Linked DNA regions of Sus scrofa: region 1 is linked to region 2. Evidence: chromatin contacts called from public HiChIP or PLAC-seq data. All regions are on one chromosome and are shown on one strand. The core of a region is the stretch at or near the end of the contact, and the rest is flanking DNA. Distances in the headings are between cores, read along the strand shown. Region 1 overlaps MIDN (midnolin). Region 2 overlaps MOB3A (MOB kinase activator 3A).

The links. HiChIP or PLAC-seq counts read pairs in DNA pulled down with a chosen protein or histone mark.
Region 1: an H3K27ac HiChIP or PLAC-seq map of alveolar macrophages shows a contact between it and region 2. The contact joins two enhancer-like sites. A contact is called at or near these places in 1 of 5 promoter capture datasets (fetal liver) and 1 of 2 datasets of contacts at active chromatin or transcription factors (alveolar macrophages).

Annotation. Positions count from the first base shown.
Region 1 is chr2:77,207,194-77,210,157 of Sscrofa11.1, forward strand. MIDN (midnolin) reads right to left here. Exons shown (of 9, transcript XM_021084261.1): 3 at 2,944-2,964; 4 at 2,692-2,754; 5 at 525-653; 6 at 130-441. Among named protein-coding and RNA genes, the nearest start is that of MIDN, 4.5 kb to the right of the region's middle. Within about 2 kb of position 1,503, at least 48 of the 83 cell types and tissues checked have an H3K27ac peak or open chromatin away from gene starts, as enhancers often do. A contact at or near this core is called in alveolar macrophages and fetal liver, where this site is marked.
Region 2 is chr2:76,479,465-76,482,651 of Sscrofa11.1, forward strand. MOB3A (MOB kinase activator 3A) reads left to right here. Exons shown (of 5, transcript XM_021084201.1): 2 at 1,781-1,878. Among named protein-coding and RNA genes, the nearest start is that of MOB3A, 5.7 kb to the left of the region's middle. Within about 2 kb of position 1,932, at least 22 of the 83 cell types and tissues checked have an H3K27ac peak or open chromatin away from gene starts, as enhancers often do. A contact at or near this core is called in alveolar macrophages and fetal liver, where this site is marked.

The DNA.
Region 1 (2,964 bases), core at 253-2,752, 730 kb after region 2:
ATCACCCACCATACCAGCACCAGCCCAGGGTGTGGGGAGGGCGCTGGATACAAAAGACGTGTCTGAGGCTCTGACATTCCCCCAGCGTCCCCCTACCCAGAGTCCTCCCAAGACCTTCCCCAGACTTACCTCAGGGCAGGTGGTAGAGGCTGAGTGGGAGCGGAAGGAACCAGCTGTGACAGATGAGGATGCAGGGGTAGGACTACTGGGCACTGGGGGCACACGGGCGGCGCTGGAGACTGGCCGGCAGGGAGAGGATACAGGGGTGGTGGTCATGCTGGGGTCCCCACGGGCGGCAGCAGCGGCAGCAGCGGCGGCCAGCACATGGCGGTGCTGCAGTGGGGCGTGCTGGGCTGCGAGCTGCAGCTGGACGAACATCATGTGGTCACCCACACGCAGTGCCAGGGTCAGTGGCGAGCGGCCCGACAAGAAGTCACTGACCTGCAGAGAGCGGCCTGTCAACCCAGAGCCCCAGCCTGCAGTGCCCCCAGCCCGACCCGGCCCAGCCCCCCGAGCTGCGTGACCTGGGGCCTCTCGCCGCCCCTCTCTGGGCTCTGGGGTCCCTGTCGGTGCCACGGATGCTTAAATAAAATGAATCGGTATTTCCGGAAGCTGCCTCCGCCAGCCCTGCCCCGGCTGGGCGCTGCTGGGGGCTGTGGGGGGACAGAGGCGGATGAGACAGGGGCCTGGCCCTCCCTGGCCAGCTTGGTACTTTCAAGGGGAAACTGAGGCCAGAGGGGGCGGGGCCCAGCCAGCGGTCACTGCTCTCAAGTAACCTTCAGATCACACCTCTTCCCCACCCTCAGGCCCCCAAATTCTCTCCATCTGTGAACACTGGAGGGGCCTATCCCAGGCCCCCTCTCAACCAAGCCACTTGGGCAGCGAGTGGGCGGAATTCCTGGACAAATTCTTGTCCTAACCTTTGCTTTCTCAAGATAAATATTTATCTATGCTGGGCGGGGCAGAGGCCAAGGGGGAGGTGTTGCCTCTGCCAGCCACAGCAGGGGGGGTTGTGGGGGGCCCAAGCCCCCTCAGGGCCTCAACACAGCTCGGGCAAGCATGAACCTCAAATCTAGCACCCCCTTTTCAGAGTGGGCGAGCAGCGCATCTGCCCCCCCCATCTGCACTGGACCCTTCTTTGGGGCCTGGCCAGCGCTCTGCTCTCCCCAGGGGCCGGGATGGGGCAGGGGGTGGAGGTTTCTGAGAAGTGACACAGGCCGGGATGACTCAGAACCACCTCCTCCCTGCTCTCTGCTGGCAGCGGCTGGCGTAACCTTCTCTGCTTGGGGGCCGTGGGGAGGAGGCGAAGGAGGCGGACAGTATGCAGCCCCCACCCCACAGCCCCTCTCTGCACACACCCTCCCCCAGTGCCAGAGCCACCCTTTGCAGGAAGGGACTGGGGTGGCTTCCGAAGAGCAGCTGGGGTGTCCCCCCTCCACTCCACCCTGCAACTTCCTCCCTGGGGAGGGTGAACAGGCAGGCATGACTCGGTGCCAGGCGGGGAAGTAGTTCTGGGAGCCCAGTCACTCCGCCCAGCGCCTCCCCATCTCCCTCCTGACGCAGGCACCCTGGGGCGGATGTGAACCAAACACGCCCCTGGGGCCCCCTGCCAACCACAGCCCCCCCCCCCCCCAGTAACAGGGAGCTCAGTTCACATCTGCCCCAGGAGATCATAGACAATCCTCAGCAGGCTTCTGGGACCCCAGCTCTCCCCCCACCGCACTGCCCCTCCTGATGGTGGACCACCCAGCTCCTGGCCCCCTCCTCCTCCAGGCTAGCTAGCTGCAGAGGGCAGGATGCTACATGTCGGGGAGGGGGCGAGGGCCTCAGGGCAGGAGGAAGGGAAGCGGCTGAGCAGGTTCCTGAGGCCGGGGGCCGGCCCAGCCCAGCCCAGCTGGGGAGGCTGGGGACCTGCCACCCCCACCCTGGCAGCAGGCGGATAGCTGAGACCTGTGTCACCCTCCTGGGAGGAGGGCCCCTGCTGCCAGAAAAATGAGGAAAGAAGGGGGGAAAAAAAAAAGCTGCAACCCAACCGGGAACCCAGTGTGGGCCAGCCCCCAGCCTTCCTCTTCATGGCCCTCCCGGATGCTTACTAAATATTTTCCTAACATCCTGTCTGGGCTGTGCTGGCCCCTGGGCTGGACGCCCCCTCCCCCTTCCCCATTTGGGGCAGAGAACAAAAGCTGGAGGGAGGAGGGAGGGGGTGACTCCCCACCCCTCACAAGGGGGTCATGGAAGGAGTCTCAAGACTGGTCTTCCCCCCCCCACCCGCCATCAGAAATGTTAAAAAGGCTGCTCTGGGGAAACCACATTGGCTGGGGTGGGTGGGGTGGGGGGAGTTCCTCCGCAAAGCAGGTGGGGCTGAGGATGCAGGCCCCAGTGGTGTGGGAGTGGTGTGGGAGTGCTGGCCAAGGTCACCCTGCAGGCAGGCTTGTGAAAGCTCGCCCCCCTCCCCCATGGTGGCCACTGTGGGAGAGAAGGCTCTCAAGGTCAGGTGGTGAGTGCTGGGGTTGGGGGGGGGGAGGAAGAGGAAGCTGGGTGACCAGGCCAAGCTGGCACGAAGATGGGGCGGCAGGTCCTCTCCCCTCCCCACGGGCCTCCTGAGAGCACAAACAACCCCTGGGCTCTCCCGAGTGGCCAGGCACTTGGGCCTGCAGTCCCCAAGGGCTAGAAGGGGCCATAGGGTCTTACCTGCGTCTCCGTCAAGCTCTCGAGGGCCTGCATCACAGACTGTTCTGGCCTGGAGGCCTGGGACTACAGAGAGGAAGGAGAGGAGACCCTGAGGGTGGGCTGGAGCACAGGGCTGTGGGCGGCCCTGATTGCTGGGTGGGGTAGGCAGCCCTGCGGGGGAAGGGGTCCAGTGTGCAATGGGGACTGTGCCCGTAGGAGAGGGGGGTGCCTGCCGGTGTGGGGCCTTGGGGGCACACTGCCCTAGCCATTTACCATGAGGCCCGCCTCCACGGT
Region 2 (3,187 bases), core at 682-3,181:
TGTGGCTTCTAAGCAGACACACCATCCACAACTCTCCTTTCTGTCCCCCCACCCCCACCCCTCATTATACCATTTTGTTGAACATTCAGTCTGTCTGCCCCTGTGGGGAGCTAAGACAGGAACGAGGTTTGGAGGAGTTGTGTGTTCAGCTGTGTACATGCAGAACCCCTTCTTTTTTTTATTTTTGGCCACACCCATGTCATGTGGAAGTTCCCGGGCCAGGGATTGAACCTGCGCCACAGCAGCAATCTGAGCCACTATAATGACAACACCTGATCCTTAACCCACTGAGCCACCAGGTAGCTCCCCAGCACCCTCTCTTCATCTTGGTGGAGTGAAGGCTGTAGACATGGGGAGAGCCAGCTTGAGATCGCCAGCCACCTCTTATCTGCTGTGGGTTCAGGACTCTCAGAGGCCCTGAGAGGGTCTTTCCTGCCTCTCCCAGCTTCTGGTGTGCCTGGCAATCCTGGTCTGCCCTTGGGTCACAGACGGATCCCTATCTCTCCGCCTCCATCACATGGCTGTCTCCTTTCGTCTGTGTCCAGGTCTCCCTCTTCTTAGAAGGATGGCAGTCAATGGCTGAGGGCCCAGCCTCTTCCAGCGTGACCTCATCCTAATTATATCAGCAAGGACCCCATTTCCCAGCACGGTCCATTCACAGGTGTCAGGGGTGAAGACTTGAACATGTCTTTTTAGGGAATGTGAAGTGGCCCTTTTATAAAAGGGGGATAGGAAATAACTGCTTCTGGGCACAGGGTTTCTTTGTGCAGTGCTGAGGTTGTTCTGGACTTAGTGGTGACGGCTGCATGCTCTATGAGTTTACTGAAAACCATTGAATTGTATACTTTAAAAGGGTGGACTTTGGAGTTCCCGCTGTGTCAAGCAGGTTAATGATCCAGCTTGTCTTTCTGGAAGTGCTGATTCAATCCCCAGCCCAGCGCATCATAGTGGGTTAGGGAGCCAACATGGTTGCAGCTGTGTCGCAGGTCACAGCTCTGGCTTGAATTTAGTTCCTGGCCCGAGAACTCCCATATGCCATGGGTGTGGCAAAAAGAAGGAAAAAAGTATGTTATTATATCTGAATTGACTTTTATTTATAAAAAAAAAAAAAAAAAAAACCACAGGAGTTCTTATAATGGCACAGTGGAAATGAATCCGACCAGGAACCATGAGGTTGTGGGTTCGATCCCTGGCCTCACTTAGTGGTTTAAGGATCCAGCGTTGCCGTAGGTCGCAGATGTGGCTCAGATCCCACGTTGCTGCGGCTGTGGTGGAGGCCGGCAGCTACAGCTCAGAGTAGTTCCCTAGCCTGAGAATCTCCATATGCCGTGAGTGCGGCCCTAAAAAGACAAAAAAAAACCCAAAACATGTAGATGGTGGAAGATAGCTCGGGGCGCAAAGGGCTTTGACAGGACAGATCCAGGGCTCCGAGCTTCCCACAGCCAGACACTCTGGCTGCCAGGCCAGGGGCCAGGGTTCACTCGGCCATCCAGAGCATGCGGGACTGACGTCTGGGGTTGGGGCCCATCCCTGCAGCAGCAATGGCAATGTCAGTGGCCCAGGCAGGATGTGGAGGCACCGGAAGGAAGTGGCAACTGGGCTGAGGTGCAGCAGCTCACTCAAGGCGGTTGCTCACAGGAACTGTGTTTTGTTATGTTTTCAGCAAAATGCAGGGGCGGGGTGGGGGGTGGCAGTGAGTGCATGCTGAGGCAGGGGAATTTTGTCATCTTAACTTTTGTCACTCTAGGAGTTTCTCAGTACTACACGCATCTCTCTTCAGGAAGAAGCAGGGGAGCCCTTAGTGCTGAATTCCGAGAAGCCTGTCCTGGTTTTCCCCACGCGGTCCTTAGAGGTGTTCTAAGAAGGGCAGAGAAAAAGGTACCTGGGACGGCGGTGGGGTGTGTGTGTGTGTGTGTGTGTGCACGAGAGTGTATCCCAGGGGCCCTGGCCTCCTGTAGCGCTTCTCAAGGAAGAGGCACCTTCCGGTAGCTGTGGGAGTCTGTGTTTCTGCTAGAAAGCTGTTTGCTTTTGGCGGGAACTCTGCCCACCCAGGAAGTTTTTCAGAAAATCATTGCTCCTACTTAAAAAAAAAATTCTGGGAGTTCCCGTCGTGGCGCAGTGGTTAATGAATCCGACTAGGAACTATGAGGTTGTGGGTTCGGTCCCTGCCCCTGCTCAGTGGGTTAATGATCCGGTGTTGCCGTGAGCTGTGGTGTAGGTTGCAGATGCGGCTTGGATCCCGCGTTGCTGTGGCTCTGGCGTAGGCCAGTGGCTACAGCTCCAATTTGACCCCTAGCCTGGGTCCATATGCCGCGGGAGCGGCCCAAAGAAATAGCAAAAAGACAAAAAAAAAAAAATTTCTCCCACTTTCTGAGGAGACAGAAAGGCAGGCAGGAACCTTACACACTCCTTCCACAGTCCCACCCTATCTTCCAGAACTGTCCAGGCCTGGGTCTGCTCCATGGCAGGAAGGGCTGGAGACAGACACGGGGTCAGCCGGGCCAGTGGGCCTTGTGTCCTCTCCCTGAGGCCCTCCCCGCCACTCCGCTCCTGTCTGGCAGGTCTCAGGTCCCCAGGTGACATCGTCAGCTATTAGAGTCCCACCCCTGGGGAAGACTCAAATAAGTAGAAGGCAGTGTTTTCTTGGTGTTGTGATTCCCCTGAGGTTAGGAGACTGGCTGCAGGGTGGACAAGGAACTTGGATGGGCGGGATACGCAGAAGCAGCTTTGGGGGCTCCATGGCCGGCCCTGCCCCACGTTGGCTGGACAGGAGTGTGACACCCACTTCGTCATCTCCTTGCCAGAGTATGGTTGTGCCGCCAGGTGGTGGGCGCAGGAGAGGTTGGCTGGCTTCTCCAACTGGTCCCCACAGGGTGACTGTCCCCTGATCTGCACCTGGAGTGGCCTGAGAGCCACTATGTCTGCAGATTCATCACATGGGCAGGTCACGACCCCTTGGGCATTTGGCAGCCATGGGCGGGGCCACAGGGTTCCCACCTGGCGTGAGAAGCACACATGCCCTGGTACAAGGGTCCTGGCTGCCTAGCCCAGGGGACGCGGCTGGTCCCTTCTGAGAGAGGGGTGGGGCAGGTGGTCTCTTTTAACCAGTGTCTCCTGGGGGTTCCGAGGCTGAGCTCACCTGGTCTTCCACGTCAGGGCCTTGGTGGCTGCATCCTGTACTCTGCTG